4 separate regions of the Sus scrofa genome follow, and all the other regions are linked to region 4. A link is a contact called in public HiChIP or PLAC-seq and promoter capture Hi-C data. All regions are on one chromosome and are shown on one strand. Each heading gives the region's core, a stretch centred on a gene start, on an enhancer-like site or on the middle of the called end of the contact. The rest is flanking DNA. Distances are from core to core; before and after follow the strand shown. Region 1 overlaps VPS13D (vacuolar protein sorting-associated protein 13D). Region 2 has its middle 71 kb from the start of DHRS3. Region 3 overlaps VPS13D (vacuolar protein sorting-associated protein 13D). Region 4 holds the start of DHRS3 (short-chain dehydrogenase/reductase 3).

Region 1 (2,700 bases), core at 89-2,588, 100 kb after region 4:
TTTTAAAGGAGCTATATAAGCAGTAAAAGAAATTACACTAGCACCTTGCTCTTTATCAGGCATAATGAATTGCCTTCTCTGGCCTAGTGGTTCTAACATCTATTTAGATTACAGAGCATTTTATGCTAAAAGGGTCTCTGTAGGCTATCCTAAAATAGTGATATAGTGAATTCTACCACATCAACTAGGAAAAACTTCACTAATTGAAAATACAACAAGATCCCAAGTATCTAAGCCTCCACATTCAAAGAGTAACAAAACAAACTTAAGGAAACTGCATTTCCAAAATTCTCAGGAACCGGTTGTTTGTTATTTGTTTACCTGTTTTGTTTTACCAGCAAACAACAGAACACCAGAGTTCAGGAAAATTTTACAGGGCAAAAACCCTTTAGAGAGTGAGAACTTTTTCTCTTCTCTCTTTGAACTAATTAGGAGACTGCCAACATTAAGGTCCTGCTATGGAGCTCAGTTTGAGAATCACTGTTCCATCTAAATCCATAAAACAATTGGGCTGAGGAATCTGGGCCCATTTCCAAGGTCTGAAAGTCATGATGATACCTGGATCAGAGAGAAACTTCTCAGACTCAAAGACAGCAAATACAACTTGGAGAACCCAAGGCCCTGGTTTCCTGTGGCTCCGACTTACAATTCGTCTTGTATGTTGTCTGTGAGTTTGAAGAGCTGCTCCTGGCCTTCTGCCTGGCTCTCGGAGTAGCGGGGCAGCAGGCCCTGGGGCCCGGTGCAGCAGCGCGGCTTCCGGACCCTCTGGGCTTGAGTCCTAGGTGAGGAGAGGGACAAAAAGCAAAGAGGTGAGGGCTTAGCGTTAAAGCCTTTTCCCGTCCCTCCTCGTCTGAGACGAAAGCACACCTGACACAGGACATACTCTAAAGCTGGTGACCGGATTTAAAGCACACGGTAAGAAAGTGATCAAGGACTCCGGCTGTGAACGGGGAATCTGGCCTTTGCCATTTTCCAGCCGTGACCATGGACACGTCAGTTAGCGTCTTCAACCCTCAGTTCCAGTTTTCTCTGTAAACAGGGTGATGACACCTGCCTCACAGGAGTGCTGTGAAGATCAAATAAAATCTTGCCCATCCAGCCCGTGCTGACAGAGGTGGGCTGCCCACCAACGGTGGCTCTTGTCCTTGTTCCTACCACTGGACTTGCAGGTGGCCACACTTTATTTTCTAGGAATGCCTTTGGGAGAGGCACCTCTGGGTTTGTAAAGGGTCGGGAGGAAGAGGGAAGGATGCTGGGCATTAGTAAGCACACACAGAGCGTCTCCACTCCTTCCAGGATGAGCTCAGCTGCCTGGGTGTAGGATGAGGGGCACAGAACCAGGGGAGGGAGAAGAAGGCTCTCTGGACGGGTCCCAGGCCACAGCCTGGGATGCTGCAGAGGCTCTAAGCTGTGGCCCGCAGCTGTCGGCTGCCCAAAGGAATCTGCTTTGCTATGGCTTTCAGGGTAGGCTGGTGTTGTCTTTTTCCACAAACCATATACAGGGTAATGGATAAGTACTTTTTGGTGTTTTCCTAGAAACAGGAGTCCATATTTGTTTTGGAAAGGCTGTGCATATTTCAGATGACTGATAAGAGTGTGCCTGGTCTGTCCCAGGCCTTGTACTTGGTGTACTTTTCATTATTTGTTCCTGGATTCCACTGAAGCAAAACACCCTCTCTAGACACATCTAAAAGCGATGGCCAGGCTCACACCCGGAATCAGCAGCCAGAGTCGTGTGCTCACAGCAGTGTGGAGACTTACCTGCAGGGGCAGATGGGGCCTGGGGGCGTTTCAGGGTAGAAATATGCACAGAAACAGTCAGAAACGTGCCACAGGCAACAGGGTGGATTAGCTGCAAAACTGGGACGACTCAGAGCCCTCCTGGACCCACGTTAGCACTTGGCCTATCAGGCCAGGCTCTCCCAAGTCTCGGGCCTGGGTAACGTCTGCCATGAGCTGGAAACCCAGAAATCCAGGGATGATTTTTTTTAAAAGTTCAGTAGTAAGGATGCCTCCAGTACTACTTGTTGTGCTCTTCAAGTAAGACTAAAAAGAAGTCTTGGCAATCTGTGCTAAGGGACTGGGTAAAAAACCCATTTTATTGCTATCATCTAGTCGCCCACTCCTGCTGTGCAGTCTCAATTCCTTCTCCAGGACTCAGGTCCTGCTGGCTTTTGACTTTTTTTTTTTTTGCCATTTCTTGGGCCGCTCCCGCAGCATATGGAGGTTCCCAGGCTAGGGGTCGAAATCGGAGCTGTAGCTGCTGGCCTTATGCCAGAGCCACAGCCACGCCAGATCCAAGCCACGTCTGCAACCTACACCACAGCTCACGGCAATGCCAGATCCTTAACCCACTGAGCAAGGGCAGGGACCGAACCCGCAACCTCATGGTTCCTAGTCGGATTCGTTAACCACTGCGCCACAATGGGAACTCCCTTGCTGGCTTTTGAGACCCCAACGACTGGCTGGAAGTAGGGAGGGCAGTGAGGGGATCTGCTGTTAACCCCTCTCGGAGAAGCCTGACAACTACTGTTTTAAGAACTAGGGGATAGAGGGTAGTGTACTTTTCCAAGGAGCTGAGTCCTGTTCTTCTCTCTGTGCCCAGGGAAACATCTATCCAGGACAGACCAAAGAGCATCTTTTCCTCAAGACAGTCCTACTGTTCCGTCAGCCCTAAAGCTCTCGAAAGAGGCTGGGGCA
Region 2 (2,701 bases), core at 176-2,675, 71 kb after region 4:
ATGGTCACACCCGGGCATATGGAAGTTCCCCAGGGATCAAATCTGAACCACAGCTGTGACTACCTATGCCACAGCTTCCGCAACACCATATCCTTAACCCACTTCGCTGAGCTGGGATCAAACCCACACCTCCGCAGCGACCTGAGCCCCTGCAGTCAGTTCTTAACACATTGCGCCACAGCAGGCACGCCAACAGTAAAGTACTTTTTAATTAAGGTATGCGCATGATCTCTTTTTTTGGTCTACATTATCTTTTTAGACATCATGCTTTTGCACACTGAAGAGCCCACAGTACAGAAGAAATGTAACTTTTATATGCACTGGGAAACCAAAAAATTGGTGTAACTTGCTTTATTGCAGTCGTCACTTGATTGTGATGGTCTGGAACCAAACCTGCACCATCTCTGAGGTCCACCTGTTTACAAATGTCACATCCCCACAGATGAGTGTCGTACAGATGAGACCAATATCGTATTGTATGTCAAATGCACTTCAATTTTTTGCAAAAAGAAGGTCATTGGGCAACATTTATTAAAATTATGATTGTGCATAATTCCTCTTTTGGACTTTAACTTATACGACCAAAAAAACCCCAGGTCTGAGCAAGGTGATTCTTTGTAGTTTTGTTTGTCACAGCAAGTAGACTGGAAACAACCTAAATGACCATCAGTGAGGGATTGTTAAATAAATTACAGTGTGTCTGTGCCACGGCCATCACGTTGCTCTCTAAGAAATGCAGAAACTCTCTGTGTCGATATGAATGATACCCATGACGTGTTATAAAAAAGGTAAGGTAGTAGCATGCTAATTTTTTAAAAATGAAAAATAAAAAGAGTGAAGAAAGTCTATAGATATATATGTAATTGCCCTGGGTAGATAAAAAGACAGATGATAGATAGTAACAGCCAAGTCCAGGGCTGCGATGCCCCAGAACAGATGGGCCGGGGGGGGGCCTTTGCATCCGGCCGGCCACCAAGGCCTTGGGCTGGTCTGTCTTCCCCCGCCCTGTGTCATGTGGGATGTGCCCACATGCACACCTCTGGCCTCTGTGCCTGGGACCTTATGCGCCCTGCGCAGCTGGCCAGGGGCCTTGGTTTTGCTTGCAGAGTTGCCTAATCTGACATTGGTGTTTAGAAACAAAGCCCGGATCTGAGAGGCCAAACCAGCGAGAAACAGAGGCCTTCTGGCCTCTTCTGACCCCAGCGGACCCGAGAAGCACCAGGAGACGCTCCCACCATTTTATGGTCAGAGATACTTGAACTAACCTTCCCTAACGCTGACAGGGAGTCCTCAAAGGGGAAGGAGCAGGGCCAGGCCAACCCACACCGGGTGTCCAGATGAGACAACGGGTCACATCTGCCTGGGTGGCCTGGGCACCCTGTGGGCTGGGAGCTGGCTGCCTACTGGCCTCCACGCCCTCCTTCTCCCGGTGCTGTCTGCTGCCCTGGCAACGAGGAGCCCGTGGCCTCGTGTTCTTCCCTGGCAGCCTGGCTCTCCTTTCGAGAGTTCTTGTCCAGATGTGTGTTCCCACAGAGCCCCCAAATGAAACAGATGCAGGACCCTGCAAACCGAGGGGGAACATCTGAAGGCAAGCTGCCCTTTGTTCACCAGGAAACTCCCCAAGTGCCAAGGCCTTAACTCAGAGGCCTGAACCTCCGTGGGGGGCTTTACAGTCACGGCTGGGGACCCGGGCAGGTCTGGGACGGAGAAGCCTTCCCATGAGACTTTGTCCAAACTCTGGGACCCACCACTGTCCCACTGGTTCGGCTGCATCCAGAGCAGGAAAGGGCATCCGTGCCCTTTGGAACCACCTCCCCCCCAACCCCACGTCCAGTATCACGTCCATCTTGAGGGGCCTGCGAGTGTCCTGATCTGTTCTAAAGGGTGATGACCAGGTGAGGAGTCAGGTAGGGTCACCGTCTTGGGCCACCCCTGGTTTCTCTCAGACAGGACAGGGAGCCGGTGATGTGCTGGCCAAGAAGAATGAAGGCAGCTCCTCAGCCTGGACCACAGATGGAGGCCGTGAACCCGCTCCTCACATGAAGTCCCAGGCTTGCTTTCCAAGGGCCCAGGGTCTGGACACTTCGGGAGCATTTTCTCTGTATTTCTGTGTGAGGCCAACGCTGGATTGTGCTATCATCCTCTTCTGGCCCATGGGGCAGCTGCCAGCTAGCGTGATTACTGAACTGTGCCTAATCTGAACCGAGATGCTGAGTGTACAACACATGCCAAACTTGTTTTGGCAGGGGCGGTGGAGGTAGGTTGGTATTATAGCTATGAGAGTTCCCTGGTGCCTAGTGGTTAAGGATCCAGTGTTGTCAGTTGGTTGGGTTGCTACTGTGGTGTGGGTTCAATCCCTAGCCCAGGAACTTCTGCCCGCCACGGGTGCAGCCAAAGAAAAACATGCTATGTGTTAATAGAAACAGCAAAGAACTGGGAGTTCCCGTTGTGGCTCAGTGGTAATGAACCTGACTAGTATCCATGAGGAGGCAGATTCCATCCCTGGCCTCGATCAATGGGTTAAGGATCTGGCATTGCCGTGAGCTGTGGCGTAGGTCTCAGACGCGACTCAGATCCGAGTTGCTGGGGCTGTGGTATAGGCCGGCAGCTACAGCTCCCATTCGACCCCTAGCCTAGGAACCTCCATATGCCTCGGGTATTGCCCTTAAAAGCAAAAAGAGAGAAAGAAAGAGTGATATAG
Region 3 (2,700 bases), core at 7-2,506, 120 kb after region 4:
CTGGCCTGGGCTTTCTTTGTCCCAGTGCCCAGCTTCCTACTGAGGGTGCAGCCGGCCCCAGCGGAGCCCCTGGTGCCACTCCTCCAGGGCGTTACACCTCAGCCACGCAGACTGACCAGGGCCAGGCTGACCCTCACTCCCTTTGAGGCGGGAAGACGGAGCTGAGGGGGGGATGGAAAGCCGTCTGCAGGAGGCCACAAAGCAAAGCAGTGTCAGAGGTGTAATCAGGGTTCTGGTCTCATAGCTGATAATCCAGTACCCAAAGGGAACATCCAGATAGGTTATTTTGATCACAGAGGCTCGCGTCAAAGAGGAACTGATCCTACACGGACGGAGTAAAAGAATGCGAGCTGCTGTCCCTTCAACACAATAAATCAGAAAGATGTGCCGGGCAACTCTGTCAGCTCGACCAGGGCACTTTGGGAATAAAAATAAAACCCCATGAATCCTATCTCCAAACATAAAGAAAAGATAAAAAAGACCCATGGTGTAAATAAAAGTGTCTTGAAAACTAAAAAGTGTCTTCGATTAAAGGATCTTAAAAATCTGTCACTAGAGCACTTTCTATTTATCACATGGTCAGCGTAGGTCTAAGTTCCAAATGCACAGCCCAGCCTGGGTAGCCTCCCTCACCCAGCAACACCCAGAATTTCCTAAAGGAGCTAAATTTCTGGAAATAGGACAGATGGGAAGATGAGTTTTTAAATGAATTACAAAATGAACATTTACAACCTAGAGAAAACTCATTTCCAAGAAGACTTAAAGCTTTATAATAGCCAAAGTTCTCTCCTAATTTCCTTATGCGGAAACCATGAAATAAAGGGTGCATGTTGAGAACAATGTTTCAAAGAGCTCATCACACCCAGCTAGAAATGAACAAAGGCATTTTTCCTTTCAAACTCTACCCTGAACCCAAGAGCATTTTTTTAAAGCAGACCCCAGGGACCCAGGACCGGGACTGGGACCTACATGATAACACTGTTGCGAAACCGTCCTCGCGGGAGTCAGACAGATAAGCCCTCCGCAGTTCCAAAAGCCTCACTGAAGGGGGATCTGATTCCACAATTCAAAACCCTTCAACAATACTAAACAGTGGACTGTCATGCGTCTGGAAAATATAACCATTTTTGAAGAATGCTTTCCAAACCACGTAATGCTTTTAAAGCTGTTTATCAAAAGAGCTGGATGAGCAAGAGTGGCCTGAAACAGCGTGTCAGCTGCTACAGGGTCGCATGCCCCATCCGAATTTCCGTAAGCGCTCCATCATTCTCGGCTGTCCGGCCTCTGGCAGACAACAGATGCCAATGTTTGCAGGCATTCGCTACATAACTTTTACCCGACAAGCCTGGCTCCGGGACAGATTTCCATGTCATGTGGGGCTTTTGGCTGAACTCTGCTCGAACCCAGAGGCATATCATTTACAGCAGACACTAACAATAGTTTGGGATCACCTGCTCTTCACAAGCGGGTTCAGAGCAAGTTCGTGGCCTCCACACACCTTTTCCAGTGCGGTTCTCATCCACAAAGCCTGAGCGCCCAGGTGGGTTCCTCCACCCAGAATCCCAACCACGTGACTAGCACAGGTTTGGAGGCCTGAATTTAACTGGCTATTTTTGAGCGAAGAAAGAGAATGAATGGGAAAGACAAAAGCCCGACAAAGCACATGAACTCCCCGTCCTGGCACGACCGCAAGGGGTCGGCAAGTTTTCACAGAAAAGGGTAAAAGTAAGAGGTAAAGATAGAATCCCCGCTTCACTCATGCTCAGCGCCCCATGTTCAGAGAGAACACCGACACAAATGCCATGTCGGGGGCCCTGATTACACGCCACATGTCATGCCAAGGGCTTTATACACATTATGTCATCGAATCCGTGGAACCCCCCCATTGAGGTGGGCATTATTATTCCTGTTTCACACGAGTCAAAGGAATTTCACCTCGCAGACAGCAGGGGGAAGGACATGCTCCAGGCCATAGCTAAGAAATAGCAGCGAGATGACTCAAGCCCGGGGCCTGCCCTCTGACCTCGCATTGCAGACATGGGAAGCAGGCAGTGCTGTGGGAGCCCCTTCTTGGTCCCTGCGAATGCTTGCTTTCTTTTTGCCCTGGCTACCGCCGGGCTCCTTCCTGTTTCTTCTCCAGAACTGGGGAAGACCGGTGATTTTATGTTCTTTCCACGTCTTTCTGAAGCAAGCGCTTCCCTTTGAAGAAGGACCTCTTGCCCTTGGAGTGTCAAGATAAGAAAACTTTCAGCAACTTCCCTTGGAAACTACAAAACACCCATCAGCACCCAGGATCTAAGTACAGTTGCTCACCAGCTGCCGGCCCCTCTGAATAGCTTTTATGGTTCAATGAGGGGTGGTGACAGGGACATGTCACTACCGTGGGGTGTGCTATTTCTTTCATGTTCCTGGCATCTGACAAGAGCCTTCCACAACCTGTTTCTTTACAACACACAGAATGAGCGATTAAAGACTGGTACCAGACTTAAAGTTGGGGTTGGGACCAGCAACTACCTCTCTCCAGATGCATCCTCAATCTTCCCGGGAAAGAAGGGCCACTGACCACCTAAGCGGATGCCATTCAAAAGTTGTCCTGATGATTAAATGAGATAATGCGGGTAAAGAACACAGAACATCGTAAACACTCAGAGTAAAGGTTTAAAAATGTTCGCAATGATGTTATTATTTATGAACGCCATC
Region 4 (2,700 bases), core at 163-2,662:
GGTGGGAAGAGGAATCCGGTCTGGACTTGGATCCCTCCCTCCCACACTACCTGGCAGATGGGGTTAATGATACCCCTTTCAGGTCAGTGGGAAGATTAAATTTCAGAATCTAAGCCCTCAGTTTCTCATCCAGCCCCTCTCCCAAACCCTTCTAGCTCTTCCAGTGGTCCAGATAACGATTTTCCCAATTCACCTGGAAGGATGAGCCGGCCTGTAGAACACCCCCCCTCACACCAGGCCTGCGAACTAAAGGGTCTTTGCAGCCCAGGGAGGAGGTAAACCCCAGCCACCCCCTCCCCCAAATACGCCTTTCTCACCAGATGCTCAGCAGATCGTGCAGGCAGAGCACTGATTCCAGCACACCCAGCACTGCTGAATCAGAACGTCTGGGGCACGGTGAGGCCCAGCACTCCGCGTCTGAACAAGCCTCTTGCTGGAGAAGGGCTGCCCCAGATTACAGGGCACCTGCCTGGCCCACCCTCTCTCCTCCTGGCCTGGGACATCAGGGGCAGCAGGAGGCAAGTCCCATCAGCACTTTTAGCTGGGACTGCTTTTTAGTGACTCACCTCCCAGACTTCCTGCAACAGACAACTCTAAATAGAGTCAGGTCCCCCCAACACACACACACACCCCAGCGGGCCCAGCCCCAACAGGGGAGACCTTCTTGTTTGGGGGGAAAACAGGAGGTGCCAAGGTGGGTGCCCCAAAGAGAGGAGTTTCTGCCTGCACAGCACAGGGGGCACTGGTTTAGCACATTTTGTTTACAGGCCTTTGTTATTAAGGAAATTGCTGTCAGTCAAGGTAATTCTAGCCCAGATGAGCAATAAATACGCTCCCAGCTAATCTTTCAGGGATTTTATTGGCACCTTGGGGGCAGAGGTTCCTTTACCCTGCCCACCCCCTGCCCCTCAAAGCAAAACCCTACTCCCCAGCTGCTCCCCCCCACCCCAGCTACTTGAACAACTCGGGGCATGTTTAGAAAGTGCACTCTAAAGTTAAGACAGGAGGCCTCTGGGCAAAGGTCGGAAGTGGCTTCCTGGTCCTACCTGGAAGCAGGGGATGGCCAAAGGATCTGAAATAAACCCTGGGCGACCTGATGGCTTGAGGCGAGCGCGAGCTCCTCTGGGCCTGCCCAGCACGCAGAGGGGGTCACCTGGCCTGCGGGCGCCTCTGTTCGGGGAGATCGCATCCCAGGCAGGGAGGAATGTCTCAAGGAGGGAGCCGGCTCGCAGGAGTCGGTTCCGGCGTGTGAGTTGCGGCGGCGAGCCCTCAGGGACACTGCCGGCAAGCCCTGGCCTGCAGAGACGGGGAGCCGGCCGGGGGAGAGCGCGAGTCGGAGCGAGCCCGAGTGCGCGCCCGCGCGCGCGCCCCGAGACTGCGTAGGGGGAGGGGAGCCCGCGGCAGCCACTCACAGGAACGGTAGTGAAGCCTCTGAACAACTTTAACTGTCAATCAGACTTAATGGAGTATTTAAAAAAATGGGGGGGGGGCGCCCTCTTGCTCCTCTCCGCGGCTGCCCCGGGAGCGAATGGATAAGGCGCCGGAGAAGAGGGAGTCCGATCCACGCGCGCTCCGCACCCGGGCCCTCTCCAAGTTGGAAAGGACAAAAAGAAGGCAATAAATGCTTACAAGGGAGAGAGAGGGAGCCGGATCGAGCGGCAACTCCCAGGCTCCGCTGGAAGAGAGAGGGAGGGAGGGAGCCGGAGAGAGCGAGCGCGCGCGAGGGCGAGCCATGCACGTAAAGAAACTGACACCCGGACCCCCCACTTCTCCTGCACGTTGCTGGCAATCAGATCGCTTTTAAGCAATTTCCTGAGCCCAAGAATAGCAATGAGACGGGAGACTTTTGCGGACTGAAATTGGGAGCTACAAGCACTTCCCCCCCCCCGCCCCCCAGCACACACACTGTTTTTTCCCCTGAAGAAGGGGTGGGGGGCGCTGCAATTTGGAAACAGCTCTTTTTTTTTTTTTAGTCTTGCACTTTGAAACCGCGGGACTGTAGCAGGGTGCGCGCGTGTGGTTGGTGCTTTTTTTTTTTTTTTTTTTTTTTTTTTTCCTTCCCTGCCTAAACTCCTCTGTCAGCCTGTAAACATTACCTGAGAATTCCCCAGCCGAAACGGCTGCTGGGGCAAGAAAGTTCTTGTTAGAACTTTCCACCTCCGGCTTCCCCTCCACCTCTCTTACTGTCCCAACCTTCTGAGACGCTTTTTCTCCTCCCGAGGATTTATCTCTTTCTCTCTCTCTCTCTCTCTTTTTTTTTTTTTTTTCCCCTTTTCCCACCCGATGCTTGCTTTGCATTTGGGAAGAGGTGATTTCTAGAGTGGCCAGGTGGGACGCCTCTCTTCCCCCTTATTTGGTTTATTTATTATTGTTGGGGGGGTATTTTCTTTTTTAAGTCCTATTTTGTTCGGTCCGGGGAGTTTCGCCCCCCCACCCCTGCCCGGCTCCGCGGCGCGGAGGATGGTGTGGAAATGGCTGGGAGCGTTGGTAGTGTTCCCTCTGCAGATGATCTATCTGGTGGTGAAAGCTGCCATCGGACTGGTGCTGCCCGCCAAGCTGCGGGACCTGTCGCGGGAAAACGTCCTCATCACCGGCGGCGGGAGAGGCATCGGGCGCCAGCTCGCTAGGGAGTTCGCAGAACGCGGCGCCAGAAAGGTACCGGGGCACCGCAACTCCAGGGGGTGGGGGCTGAAGGCGAGG

What was found. Promoter capture Hi-C pulls out the DNA fragments that hold promoters and counts their contacts. HiChIP or PLAC-seq counts read pairs in DNA pulled down with a chosen protein or histone mark.
Region 1: a contact with region 4 is called in a promoter capture Hi-C map of liver, with 6 times the contacts expected there. The contact joins the enhancer-like site here to the promoter of DHRS3 in region 4. A contact is called at or near these places in 5 of 5 promoter capture datasets (fetal liver, fetal skeletal muscle, liver and 1 more), 8 of 47 Hi-C or Micro-C datasets (alveolar macrophages, fibroblasts, liver and 1 more) and 2 of 2 datasets of contacts at active chromatin or transcription factors (alveolar macrophages and skeletal muscle).
Region 2: a promoter capture Hi-C map of liver shows a contact between it and region 4, with 5 times the contacts expected there. The contact joins the enhancer-like site here to the promoter of DHRS3 in region 4. A contact is called at or near these places in 1 of 5 promoter capture datasets (liver), 8 of 47 Hi-C or Micro-C datasets (embryonic fibroblasts, liver, mesenteric adipose tissue and 2 more) and 2 of 2 datasets of contacts at active chromatin or transcription factors (alveolar macrophages and skeletal muscle).
Region 3: a contact with region 4 is called in an H3K27ac HiChIP or PLAC-seq map of skeletal muscle. The contact joins the enhancer-like site here to the promoter of DHRS3 in region 4. A contact is called at or near these places in 5 of 5 promoter capture datasets (fetal liver, fetal skeletal muscle, liver and 1 more), 22 of 47 Hi-C or Micro-C datasets (alveolar macrophages, embryonic fibroblasts, epiblast stem cells and 11 more) and 2 of 2 datasets of contacts at active chromatin or transcription factors (alveolar macrophages and skeletal muscle).

What each region holds. Positions count from the first base shown.
Region 1 is chr6:72,495,544-72,498,243 of Sscrofa11.1, reverse strand. VPS13D (vacuolar protein sorting-associated protein 13D) reads right to left here. Exons shown (of 69, transcript XR_002344909.1): 67 at 647-778. Among named protein-coding and RNA genes, the nearest start is that of DHRS3, 100 kb to the left of the region's middle. Within about 2 kb of position 1,338, at least 15 of the 83 cell types and tissues checked have an H3K27ac peak or open chromatin away from gene starts, as enhancers often do. A contact at or near this core is called in fetal liver and liver, where this site is marked.
Region 2 is chr6:72,526,590-72,529,290 of Sscrofa11.1, reverse strand. No RefSeq gene overlaps it. Among named protein-coding and RNA genes, the nearest start is that of DHRS3, 71 kb to the left of the region's middle. Within about 2 kb of position 1,425, at least 4 of the 83 cell types and tissues checked have an H3K27ac peak or open chromatin away from gene starts, as enhancers often do. A contact at or near this core is called in liver, where this site is marked.
Region 3 is chr6:72,473,752-72,476,451 of Sscrofa11.1, reverse strand. All of the region lies in intron 66 of VPS13D (vacuolar protein sorting-associated protein 13D), which reads right to left. Among named protein-coding and RNA genes, the nearest start is that of DHRS3, 120 kb to the left of the region's middle. Within about 2 kb of position 1,256, at least 26 of the 83 cell types and tissues checked have an H3K27ac peak or open chromatin away from gene starts, as enhancers often do. A contact at or near this core is called in fetal liver, fetal skeletal muscle, liver and 3 more, where this site is marked.
Region 4 is chr6:72,597,945-72,600,644 of Sscrofa11.1, reverse strand. DHRS3 (short-chain dehydrogenase/reductase 3) reads left to right here and starts at 1,412. Exons shown (of 6, transcript XM_021095382.1): 1 at 1,412-2,655. The coding sequence starts at 2,461.